2 separate regions of the Rattus norvegicus genome follow, and region 1 is linked to region 2. The links are chromatin contacts, called in public Hi-C maps. All regions are on one chromosome and are shown on one strand. Each heading gives the region's core, a stretch centred on a gene start, on an enhancer-like site or on the middle of the called end of the contact. The rest is flanking DNA. Distances are from core to core; before and after follow the strand shown. Region 1 overlaps Gnaq (G protein subunit alpha q). Region 2 has its middle 72 kb from the start of Gnaq.

Region 1 (6,776 bases), core at 3,485-5,984, 280 kb after region 2:
GCCTTTCTATCCTGCAGAACTATAGACAATGCACTGTAGACCACAAACAACAAAGCCATTCTGTAGAGGCTGGGGAGCTGATTGTTTGGTAAAGTACATCAGTCCCCAGAATGCACATAAAGCTGGGCATAGAGGCACATGCTTGTAATCTGAGAAGGTGGATACAGGCAGATGCCTGGGACTTTCTAGCCAGCTAAGCCAAGACTGTTTGGCTCGCCCCGGGCCTGTGAGAGAACCTAGCTCCCTTCTCCACCTACCTCCCTCCAAAAGGTAGATGGTAAATGCATGAGTACACACAGATACAGGGATGTGCAGGGAGAATGTTCCAGATTATTTCCGTTTAGTTGTCTTTTGGTTATTTGAAAACGTTGTTTATTAATCTCTGCAATTTTGCACAGATCTCCTTTTGTCTGTGCGAGTCTCAGCCTTCCTATTGTTTGGGGAATGAATGTCTTTCTCCTTTGTCTCCAAATAAGGAGATAAGCATGAACCAGTAGGCTAGACAACGAAGGCTATCGTGCTGCACTGCTTTCTGACTTCCCTTCCTCTCTTACGTTCCCCGTGTTAACAGACCAGCAGGCAGCCAACTGTTCTGCTGTAATCCTTTCACGGACACATTATTTCAGAGCCTCTGAGAGCCAGAACAAGACATAGCCCGCATGTATCACTGTGTGTTCAAACTAAGCTTTTAGTCTTTAACTGAGTTTAAACTCGCTTTCCAGTCTATGCCTGTACATGGTGCCCTCTCCACGATTCCTGTAAATATGTACATCTAACTGATTAGTCCTTTTGACTTGGTCATGCTGAATTCTGGTTTCTGAAACTTCCTGGTTTGGGTGAACAAAACAAGAATAAACTGACAGTTTGTTCTTGGTCTGAAATAGACTGCTCACACAGAGCAGACTTGACTGTGCTTACCTTGGTATATTATATATTCGTGAGAGAAACCTGGGAGTGAATTACAGCTTTTAAAACACAATTACTTGGTAATAAAATGATAAAATGTTTGCTACTTCTTTTTTAATTTAAAATTTTATGGTTTTATTGATCTTCATGTGCATGGATGTTTTGCCTGCATGGATGTCTTTGCACTATGTGCATGCATTGCCTGTGGAGACCAGAAGAGGGCATGGAATCCCCTGGAATTGAAGTTAGAGATGACTGAGCTGCCCTGTAGGTTTCAAAAATTGAACCCAGGGTGTGATGACGATTGGTGGTGGTGGTGGTGGTGGTGGTGGTGGTGGTGGTGGTAACAATGATGATGATGATGATGATGATGATGATGAAGATGAAGAAGAAGATGATGATGATAAAGGGTAGAATGTTTTAGAGAAGGAATCTACTCAAAGGTTACTGGGGAACTTCATTTAAGAAAAAAAAATCAGTGTTGGTCTCATAGAGTGTGATGTGATGAACAAGAGTCACTGGTGGCCACACTAATAGAGCTATATTGTTTTAGAATTAGGAACCCTAGGAATAGTCTATGGAGATGGCTCAGTAGGTGAGAGCAAGCACGAGGACCTAAGTTCAGATCTCTAGCATCTACATAAAAAGGCAGGTGTGGCTATGCATACCTGTAATGTTGGTGTTGTGAGGCAGAGACAGGAAGCTCTGTAGAGTTTGTGATGTCAGATTAGTCCAATAAGTGAACTTCCAGTTCAGTGAGAGCCACTGTCTTGGGGCAGCAGGGAGAAAATAAGTGATGGAGACCACTGACATCCTGCTCTAACTCCCACATGGCCATTGGCCCTCACACCTGTGCAATCACATACATGTATACAGCACACACATACATACATGCAGCAGTAAGACAGAAACTTACTTTCTGGGATACTGGACACTTAAGGTGTTGTACCTCAGAACTGTCCCTGACTAAGAAACAGGGAAGTAGAAAGAGTCCAGTTGTCCTGGTTGAGTCCTAGCCCCACTCACAGGCTGAGTAATCATGAACAGTGACTGTCTTTGTGTTAACTATTTTAATGTAAACACTTAAGATACTGGATAGGTCTTCCATTGCTGGAAGAGAGTGCATTCAGAAACAACCGAACGACAGAGGTTTTCCTGGTTTCAGAGGGCAGAAGGTGTGATAGCGTTCATAGTGGGGAGAACATGTGACAGATTTTTCATGGCACCAGACCAGAGAAACACAGAGATAGGAAAAGGAGATAGAGGTCTACTTCACCACCCAGACCCCACTTCTTAAGGAATCCACTCTCTTCAAAATAGGACCACAAGCTGGCAACTGGGAATTCAAAACATGAGCCTGTGGGGGACATTGCAGATTCAAACTGTAGCAGTGATGTTATTTGTAAGTAATATATAAACTACCTAGAACACAAATCTCAAGGAAATGATAGCTCACATCATCAACAATCTTGATTGGTTGGTTAAGACAGGGTCTCATGCAGCCTAAACTGACCCCAAATCCATGTGTAGCCAAGGATATACTTGAGTGAATTCCCAATTCTGCATGCACACATACTCACGAGGGTCAAAGGGAAAGAAGTTTGCTTACTGCTCAGACTGTTCTCTGTTCTCATTTTCCGCTCATGCAATGGGAGAAAGGACATGCAGACATGTGCAATTACAAGTGCATCATTCATTATCTGTTGAACTTAGGTTTTTTGTTGTTGGTTTGGTTTGGTTTTTCTCATAATTTTTTCTTAATTATTTACATTCCAAATGTTGCCCCCCTTCATGGTGCTCTCTCTATGAGTTCTTCACCCTCCTCCCCCTTGCATTTCCTTCTGAGAGGGTGCTCACCCACCCACTGACTCCCACTTCACCCCACTAGCATCTCCCTTCCCTAGAAACTGCTACAGGATTAAGTGCATGCATCCTTCCCACTGAGGCCAGACAAGACAGTCCTCTGCTACATCTGTGCCAGGGGCCACGGTCCAGCCCATGTATGCTCTTTGGGAGCTCTGAGGGGTCTGGTTAGTTGATACTGTTGTTCTTCCTATGGGATTGCAATCCAATCCCCTTCAACTCCTTCAGTCCTTCCCCGAACTCATCCATAGGGGTCCTGACCTTGGTCCAGTGATTGACTGTGAGTATCTGCATCTATCTCAGTCAGCTACTGGTAGAGCTTCTCAGAGGACAGCCATGCTAGGCTTCTGTCTGCAAGCGCAGTGTCGGGGTTCCTGCCCATGGGATGGAACCCAAGGTGGGCTGGTCTCTGAATAGACTTTCCTTTCATCTCTGCTCCATTTTGTTCCTGTATTTCCTTTAGACAGAAACATGTGATGTTTCTGCATTTTGCTTTTTCTTTAAAATTGCATTAACTGAGTTCCTCCTAATTAATCTACACTACATTAATAGGCTGTGATTTACAGCTGATCCGTGCCTTGTTTGCCCTACATTATGGGCTGGTTTGCCCAATGAAGTCATTCAGAAATTGTTATTGAGCCATGGCAGTCCTGACTGGTGGCTTAATATAAACCCCACTGCCGCATCTCCTCACTACTCCCACATCTCTTCAGTAGCTTGCCGACACATGGCAGCATGGAATCCAAACGCTTCCAGCACGAGTCCCTTCTGTGTTTCCTCTGCCTCAAATAGAGTTGACCATTGAGCCTGGGTTGCCACAACTTGTAACGTATGAAGGACTGGATTTGAAATGGCCTATTTCATGATTAAATTGCCAGTGCTTAATAAGAGTCATTTTACAGAGACACAAAGATAACCTTTCCCTTTCAGTTTTAACTCAGTTTTCAGGAAAGTAACCAGACCATTGTCAGACTAAGAGAAAAACTTGAGAAGTTTAGAGCCTCTGGCTAAAAGATACATGGTTTGGAATTTCAGAAGCTGGGTCACACATAAGTAGAGTGATTCCAGAGGGAGAGAAGGATGAAATAGTGCTTAGGGAGGAGCTTCTGTGCCCAAGGCTTGTTGTGGACTGGACAAGTTTCTGGTTTCTGTGCTTGACTGATACCTGGTCTCACTTTTGCTTGGGATTTTGTTTGGGGCAGCTTGCAGTGGGTGACTGGATAAAAATCATTCTTTTTGCTATTAGTCAATAAATGAGTCCCTGTCATTAGATGCTGTCTGTTCATTCAACCAATGAATGCTTTTTTATAAAGCTAACGCTGGCCTGGTGGTAATGGTACACACTTTTAATCTCAGCTCAGGAGTTAGCAGCAAGTGGATATTTGTAAGTTTGAGACCAGACTGGTCTGCAGAGCAATTTCCAGGATAGCCAGAACTGATACAGGGAGAAACTTTGTCTGTGAGAAAGAAAGAAAAAGAGGGAGGGAGGGCTGGAGGGAGGGAAAGAGAGAGGAAGGAAAGGAAGAAAGCAAGCAGGCAGGCAAGCAAGCACAAAAGCAAGCTAAAGCTAAGTTCAGAAGCTAATCCTTGTTTATAAATTCATACAGAAAATTTAGGCCCTCAGGTTAATTTTAAATTCTTAATATTCAGACCATATGCCAGATTCTAAAACTAACATAAAATGTGGACTGCTCAGTCTCCTTCAGTGGTGTGCATCTTTATAAGCAAAAGCTGGCACTTATTCATGTTTTTTTACCCAGATACACAGTCCTCATTAGGCCCTTGTCAGTCTGTCCTTTTTTCTGACAAGGATATTCTTCCTGGAGTCACTGTAGCCTGTATTCTTTCAGTGACTTTTTCTTTAGGTAGGGATCAAGCACCTTTTCTAAGCTCCCAGCCTGGATATACAGACTCTATGACTCCATGAGTATGGAATGGCGTTAGCTGTCCACGTGTCATCTCTCTCTATCCCCTGCCCTCCATTCCACCCTTTTTAGCATGCTTGGTCGGTTTGTTGCTGAGCTGTTTAATCTTGGTGCTGGTCTGGCAAAACGCGGAGCAGTGGGTTGAGTGCTTCCTGGAGCATAGGTCCTGGGTGCACGTCATTGGCAGGGACAAGGCACTGGTGGCTGGTGTTTTCATTGCATGCCATAAGTACTGTAATTTGTCTAAGACCTACAGCTCACTAAAGATACAGGCCTTGAGATCACCATCTGGCTTAGGGCTGCTCCAAGTGTTTAAAACAGCACTGAAGCAGGACCTGGAGAACAAGTCCCTAACTTAACATCTATAGGTAGGCTTCTTCAGAAAACATTCTCAGATAAAGATATGCCTAACAGAAGCAGTGTTCTGCTGGTGTGAGCTTTAACTGCTGGCTGTGTTACAGAGAAACTAGAGGTATGGAAGTGGCTGCAGGTCCCAAGCCCAATGTTGGGTTCTGTCTGTTGCTCATTCGTAGGCTAAGAGGAAGACTCTCCTAGCATCGAATTGAACATGGCATAAGAAGGCTCTGGAGCTTCCTGTTTGTTGAGCATTTGCCATGGTCTAGGGAATATCTATATCGATCTTCTGACTGTGCCACATCACAGTAAAGGAGTTTGAGGTTTGAATTATTCAGTATTTATTTCCTGTTAAGAACGGAGAAGTGCCTCAAAATCCAAAGGAGCCATAGTTATTACATATGTCCAAATCCTAGATCAGCTACTGTCTATGTTTGAGACTCTAGGGCCTCAGTCTACTCAGCTGTATTTGGGTTATGGTAAAGATTCACTCTGTAACTAACACATGAAATAGGACAGTCAGTGGTGCGTTGTTGGTGTCATATAAGTGATTATTATAATGTGATGATAATTCTAGATCCAGAGAGATAAAAATCTAGTACCTTTCACACTGTTGCTATTTATTCAGAGCCCAAACAGGAAACCTCCAGCTTTAGAGCATTAAAATTCAATGAATTCCCCTCATGCAGGAATTCTTTCCAGGGTCCCATGCAGGGGGGACAGATGGTTGTAGGTGGGCTGTATGACTTCGAGAGTTAACAGTCTTGATTAAGTGTTAGGCTAGGCTAAAATAGAAATTAAACCTTATGAAAACAGACCACTTTGACATAGAAATTGTTTCTTAAATATCAAATAAAAAAAGAAATTGTTTCTTTACTTTTAGGCAACTTCATTGTCTTGAGATATGTGTGTGTGTGTGTGTGTGTGTGTGTGTGTGTGTGTGTGTGTATTAAAGACAAAAAAATGCCTCTCCTGAGATGTCAGTATTCTCATCCCATTTACCAGGCTTCATAGAGAAATCTGAAAACTAAATTTTGAGCATTTAACTTTATATAAAATTCAGGAGAACAGAGAGCGTTTGGGAAAGAAGGACCTAGGGAAGGACCTAGTGAGACAGTAACTGTCAGTCTTGGTCGATGAGCCTTTTGTAGACCTGCAGAGGGACATCAGGAGCAGAGTGCACTCACTGGAAGCAGTGATTCCTTTGAAGAGTATTCTGTCGCCCTGTGTATGACATCTCCAGATGTTACTTTGTAGGTACACTTGGACTTCTCTTGGCAGCCACAGAGCAATTTATAAAAACTCCAACATCTGAACACATTGGAGTCCATACTTGTGGTCCACCAAGCTGGGCATTTGCATAAGATAAGCACATTTCACTCATCTGGGTCGGATTCGAAGGAAAGCAACCTCTCCCCCGACCCCCATGTCTATTATGAGTTAAAAACCACAAGGGACCACAGTATTACTTATTTTCTCCAGGCTGCTTACGAATAGACATTTCCCCTTTGAGGGCCTCTCAGTAGCTACTTCCTCCTATAACAATCTACTCTCTGAGTTATATGTCTTATCAACTACTGATGCACATTAGCTAGGAAGCACTGAGGAAAAGCAGGGAAGAGTTACATGAAAGAGCTGTAAATATGTCTTTATTTTATTCCTCAATAGCAGCTTTACATAGAAGAGGACACCCAACATCAACCTCTATACACGTGTGCACATACCTCA
Region 2 (6,115 bases), core at 481-2,980:
CCACCACATACAACTTTACATAGCTGTGTGTGTGTATGTGTGAGTCACAATTTCTTGGGACTCATATTTAAGTAGGAATCATACATGAAAAATGCCACACATGATTTTTTGCTTGGAGGAAAAATTCTATAAGTAACAGCATTACTGTCCTAGATAAATCAGGTTAGGGAGATGGCCATGTGCTGAATTGCTATGGAGGACCCAAGTGGCGGGGGTCTCAGTTTGCTCCAGAAGAGGTGTGTGAGAACAGACAGCCCCATGTATGTCATTCCTCTTGGGAACTGCTCTCTGCAGAAACTGCCGAGGTCAGGTGTTACAGGGCTACCATGATAGAAAAACAAATATGCTGATTATTCCGATTTACTTTTTAAGTGAATTACTGAAGCACCGAGAGCCAAGGATGTGGTCATGTCTTATTCAGCAAACATTTTTAAAATATTTAAGTCAGTGATCTATGTGTTGGGCACATCAGTAAACAAAAGGGACAGAGATATCTGCCTATTTGGGGTTAAAAATTCTAGTGGAACGAATACCCAGGGACATAACTACTAGATTAGACAATAGTTTGGAAAGCCATGACACGCCACAGACAGGGCACAGTGTGGTAAGGGGTTGGGGGTGGGGCAGTGCTACAGAGGGGCTGGGGGTGGGGGTGGAGCAAGTTGCCAATTTAAACAGAAATGACAGAGTAGACTCTGTGGACCAGGTCATGCTGGAGTAAGTGTTTGCAGCAGCTAAAGGGTTAGGTAAGTGGATGGGAAGGTGCTCCTACCAGGCTTGTATTAGGAATAGCACAGCTATGGCCAGAGCTAGATAGACAAAGAGGAATTCAAAAGGAGCCAGAGTCGGAGAAACATTGGGGAACCTTGCCTGTGCAGGGTCTTCTTGGCCATATGAAGGACTTTGACATTTATCAGAGTAAAACCGGAGGCTTGGAAGGACATTAAGTAGAGAAATTAAGAGCTGAGAAGCGTTCTACGAAAGCCATTCTGGTTTCTGAGAATTGTCTCTTGGAAAGACAGTTGGATAAAAAGACCAAGGGGGAGGCTGAAGCAAGGCTCCAGGCGAGGAGAGGGATATGTGATGGAGCAGGGCTATGAGTGAGAGGACCCAGTGAGAACACCACGCAGTTACTCAACTGCAGTGAGAGAGAATTTCCATCATCTGAGATGAGAGAAATCTCAAATGGAAGAGGTTTAAGGAAGAAAAGGAGAACTTTGTTTTTAGACACAATTGTGGCGTCTCTCAGGCGTCCAAGTAGACATGTCCAGAAGGCAGCTGCCTGTGTCTCAAGAAGCACGCTGGTCACAAGATAGAAATGTGGGGTTTGTTGGCATATGGATAAAAGAATTCATTAAGAAGTTGAGCGCACAAGGAAAAGAAACCCAAGCATTGCTCCCTGGGGGAAGATGAGAAGACCTGGGAGATGGGTACTGAGACAGACGGAAGAAGAAGAGACAGAGGGACCCAAGGCAAATGAAAAAGGGTGTGGGTATACTGGACGCCAAGGAAAACCAAGTTAAAAGGAGGTGGTCAAATGCCAGAATTGCAGAATAGTAACACCTGCATGATAGTCTAAATGAAAAAATTTGTGCGAATTCCTAATCACAATGTTTGGTTCTAGGAAGGGCTCAAAAATCACACTTGGTATTTTTATACCTGTTCCCGAGAAAAAGAAAACAAAACCTCACTATAAAGCTGCCCAGTTCCTACGATGACCTCCAGAGGGCACTCGAGGACTTTCTTCCCTGTCAGTTTTAGGCGTGAGGTAAAATGGATTCCCAGAGCAAACAGTTCTTCATCTGAAAGGCTCGAAGATCCAATGCAGTGGGTGTCAAATGTCTGTGTGGACAAGAATTGCTTGGTCCTGTTAAAATGCTGACCCGAGCCAGGGAGATGGCTCAGTGGGTGAAATCACTGGTTTGGCACCCCTTTTGATCTGTAATCTTAGTACATCTGTGTTGAGATTCGAGGAACATGGCTGGAACCTTACCGCCGCTCCTGGATGAGACAGTGGGGCAGAAACAAGAAAGATTATGCTGCATAGTGGTGATAGGTCTCAAAGAAGCCCAGGACAAGTATCACTCAGTACCTGTGGCGCCTTCCAGCAGTTCTCACCCAGTCTGCTACGCTAACCCTCTGGGGGAGGGGGAGGGGGAGGGGGACGGGGAGGGGTGCGCGTCTGCTTTACCTTCCCGAGCCTGATCGCTATATAACTCGGCCATTTTGGCTACTCTGGTCTCTTGGCTTGGGTGCCTCTCATAGTCGCATGTTCTTCTCTTGCTCCCGTTCCCCATCTCTCTTCAGTGTTCTAGTTTAGTCTGTCAGCCATGTATAGCCTGGACTCTTCCCTCTGCATGCTTTCTCCCCTATATCTACAATAAATCTTCTAGTTATGTCTTGTTAATCCCACGGGTGTTGGGGGGTTGGATAAGGCCACTACCACAACTTTAAAGCCATATTTGAAGCAAACTTTAGTTAAATACTGGTCAGGAAGATATCTATCCGGGTCCATTTCTGGGTTCCAAGAAAATGGCCACGAGTCACACTTTGCAGAAGCTAAAACCCCACCAGGCCACTATATTTCCCATCAAATCTAATCAGGGACAAGCATACATCCTGACATATTTCCTGTCCACATACCTTCTGCCCACTCATGATCAAACACGTCCAATGTAATAGGTCAAACAAACATAAGACAAACAGAAACTTACTCTTGTCTTGACTGCAAACAGAACTCTTAACCTGCAAGGTATGTTTTTCCTGTTTCAGTCTCCCAGTAACAGGCAGGGCGAGCCGCTCCTGCCTGCTCCTGTGTTTGGTTTCACACTCCTCCTTTTTTATTTCATTTTTCTTCCATTCAGGTGGAAGGCAGGAGTCAACACCTGAAAATTGTTCCCAAATGCAAACATGCTTGCATTCACATAAAACAGATAAAGACAAATACAAAGACCATCTTTAAACATAGGTTCACAAGAGGCCCAAACTGCTACTGTCTAGAATCTTGACTTTTTTTTCTCTCCATCAGTCAAAGAATTAAAAGGCAGAGAAAAAAATCCTTTAGCATGACAAGTAGCAATGGAGAAATCTCGAATACTATTTGTGCTGGCTGATTTTTGTGTCAACCTGACACAAGCTAGCTTCATCTGAAAGGAGGGAATCATAATTGAGAAAATGCCTCCACCAGATCCAGCTGGAGGGCATTTTCTTAATTAGTGATCTATGGGGGAGGGCCCAGACCACTGTGTCATGTGTGTGTGTGGGGGGTGGTATCCCTGGGCTGGTGGTCTTGGGTTCTATAAAAATGTAGGTTGAGCAAGCCATGGGGAGCAAGCCAGTAGGTAGCACCCCTCCGTGGCCCCTGTATCAGCTTCTGCCTCCAGGTCACCGCCCTGTTTGAGTTCCTGTCCTGACTTTAATGATGGACTACAATGTGAAAGTATAAGTCAAAACCCTTTCTTCCCCACCTTGCTATTTTAATCACAGCAACCGAAATTCTAAGTCACCATTTAAGTTTCCGAAGGGTCTTCCTCCCCTGTAATAGTGTTGGTGAGTTTGGACAAAGACATGTCCTAATGTGGCCTTGAACTTGTTGAAACACTCCATCAGTGGAGACCCTATTGGCAGGAGGAAAAAAAACCCCACAGAGTCTTCCTTTGTTTTAAGCTTCTAGACTTTTGTCTCAGGTCATGAGGGAGAGAAAGAAGTCAGCCATCTTGGAAGTTCACCATCTTTAAAATCTATCCATGGCCTCTTTGCCTATCTGTCTGCCTAATGCGGAGTCTAACTCCTAGATTCTCAAACCACCAGAGATTCTGACTGCATAAATCAGAGGTAGACTGGAGGACTTGTTTTTTTTTTTTCCACCTGGAGGAATTCTTATACATATGCTGCCACATTGCCCAAGTAGGAGAGCCAAAAATAAATTAGAAGAACTAGCCTATAACAAATATTCTATCCCTGTTGTTTTCTTGACTTCAGAATAATTTGTACATATCTCTTCTTTCCAACATGGAGGTAAGTCAGCCTCCTAGGAACTGGCAGGTCTCACCAAGACACAGGTGGAATGGATGGCTTGGGCTACTTTTACCTGTCTACATCAGAGGACAGAGTGGTGGCTGCCGTTCCCCATCTGGCCTCCAAACCTGTTGTGTTTGGCCTGAACAGAGTTGGCCTGCCTAGTGTCTTAATAATATTTGGGGTTTGTTCAACATTTAAGACTCAGGTTTCACGTTCGACCCTGGTTCCCTTCATTTGTGGAATGATAAGGGATGAAACATAGGGCTCCTCGGCCCTACGTCACAAAACAGCTTCTTTAGATGGCCATGACTGTAATTTGCCAAGACTCACATCTCTCTCTATTATTACCAAATCAAAACCGAGTTTTACTTGTCCATTTATGATAATCTTATATTTGTGGTTTCCTTAATGGCAAAAAGAAATGAAATATTTATTTGGAAAGTAAGGTCATACTAAGAAGGTCTAATGTTTCACTGTTTTGGTTTTTCCTTCCTCATAGCAGAGCTCTTCTGACCTTGGCATTACCTGTCTGGGCTTCTCCAGTGGACTGTTTCTGATCTATTTCTTAATCCAGAGTGGAGGAAGGTTGTCTCCAAGAGACAAAATGACGTGGGATAGAAGATGCACATCCATTGGTGCAAGGGCGTTGGTGAAGGTTTTTTTTTTTTTATTTTGGAGGGGTCTTGTGAATGGTGATAACCAGCTTGAAGAGTGGCCCTATGGAGAGAGTAGCCTGCCTGTCCTCAGAAGCTAGATAAATCACAGGCTAGTTGATGGGACTTAGCTTTCTACCTTCCTTCTTACTTTCTTTTTTTTCTTTATTAACGTGAGTATTTCTTATTTACATTTCTAATGTTATTCCCTTTCCTGGTTTCCAGGCCAACATCCCCTAGCCCCTCCCCCTTCCCTTCTATATGAGTGTTCCCCTCTCCATCCTCCCCCCAACAATCACGTTCACTGGGGGTTCAGTCTTAGCAGGACCCAGGGCTTCCCCTTCCACTGGTGCTCTTACTAGGATATTCATTGCTACCTATGGGGTCAGAGTCCAGGGTCAGTCCATGTATAGTCTTTAGGTAGTGGCTTAGTCCCTGGAAGCTCTGGTTGCTTGGCATTGTTGTACATATGAGGTCTCGAGCCCCTTCAAACTCTTCCAGTCCTTTCTCTGATTCCTTCAACGGGGTCCCATTCTCAGTTCTGGTTTGCTGCTGGCATTCGCCGATGTGTTTGCTGTATTCTGGCTGTGTCTCTCAGGAGAGATCTACATCTGGCTCCTGTCGGCCTGCACTTCTTTGCTTCATCCATCTTGTCTAATTGGGTGGATGTATATGTATGGGCCACATGTGGGGCAGGCTCTGAATGGGTGTTCCTTCTGCCTCTGTTTTAATCTTTGCCTCCCTATTCCCTGCCAAGGGTATTCTTGTTCCCCTTTTAAAGAAGGAGTGAAGCATTCGCATTTTGGTCATCCTTCTTGAGTTTCATGTGTCCTGTGCATCTAGGGTAATTCAAACATTTGGGCTAATAGCCACTTATCAATGAGTGAATACCATGTGTGTTTTCCCCTTCCCTTCTTCCTCCTGTTTCCTTAAGCTCACACAGGAACCTCAATAGGCAATAACGTTTGCATTCCTCGAAGGTGCCTTTCCTTGAGCAGGGCATGGAACCTACCACTGGATCCTAGGTGCTCTGGATCCTTGGTTGTATCTGACATCTGTATCAGTACCCAGACATCTCCACCCCCACACCCCCGCCAACCCCCTGCTTCTTAGTCAACATTAAGGGAGAAAAAGCAGGTTGAAAATGCAAAACAATGACATTTGCTGTTGGACTGACCTATTTATGAGCCGCCAGCATAATGTTTAGTGAATTCAAAACCAAAATAGTTACATGGGAAGAGGAACAGGTCAGGTGCCCTAGCCCCCACCTGCAGGTCAACATTCTCTGCTGAAGGTTTCTATAAAGCTGCTGGGTCCTTGTGGATCCCCTCAGGCAATGTCTGAGAACTCTGGTTGCCCCTCACCTTCCACAGTCCCGGATGTGATCGAGTTCTCAGTTATTTTTAAGCTACTCTGGCAGATACAGTATGATCTCTTTATGT

The links. A called contact is a pair of places that touch in the nucleus more often than the background predicts.
Region 1: a contact with region 2 is called in a Hi-C map of the A7r5 cell line, with 8 times the contacts expected there. The contact joins two enhancer-like sites. A contact is called at or near these places in 9 of 12 Hi-C or Micro-C datasets (the A7r5 cell line, the Rat2 cell line, Schwann cells and 4 more).

The regions. Positions count from the first base shown.
Region 1 is chr1:223,055,402-223,062,177 of GRCr8, forward strand. The region is part of intron 5 of Gnaq (G protein subunit alpha q); the gene reads left to right. Among named protein-coding and RNA genes, the nearest start is that of Gna14, 83 kb to the right of the region's middle. Within about 2 kb of position 4,735, at least 2 of the 93 cell types and tissues checked have an H3K27ac peak or open chromatin away from gene starts, as enhancers often do. A contact at or near this core is called in the A7r5 cell line, where this site is marked.
Region 2 is chr1:222,776,966-222,783,080 of GRCr8, forward strand. No RefSeq gene overlaps it. Among named protein-coding and RNA genes, the nearest start is that of Gnaq, 72 kb to the right of the region's middle. Within about 2 kb of position 1,731, at least 19 of the 93 cell types and tissues checked have an H3K27ac peak or open chromatin away from gene starts, as enhancers often do. A contact at or near this core is called in the A7r5 cell line, where this site is marked.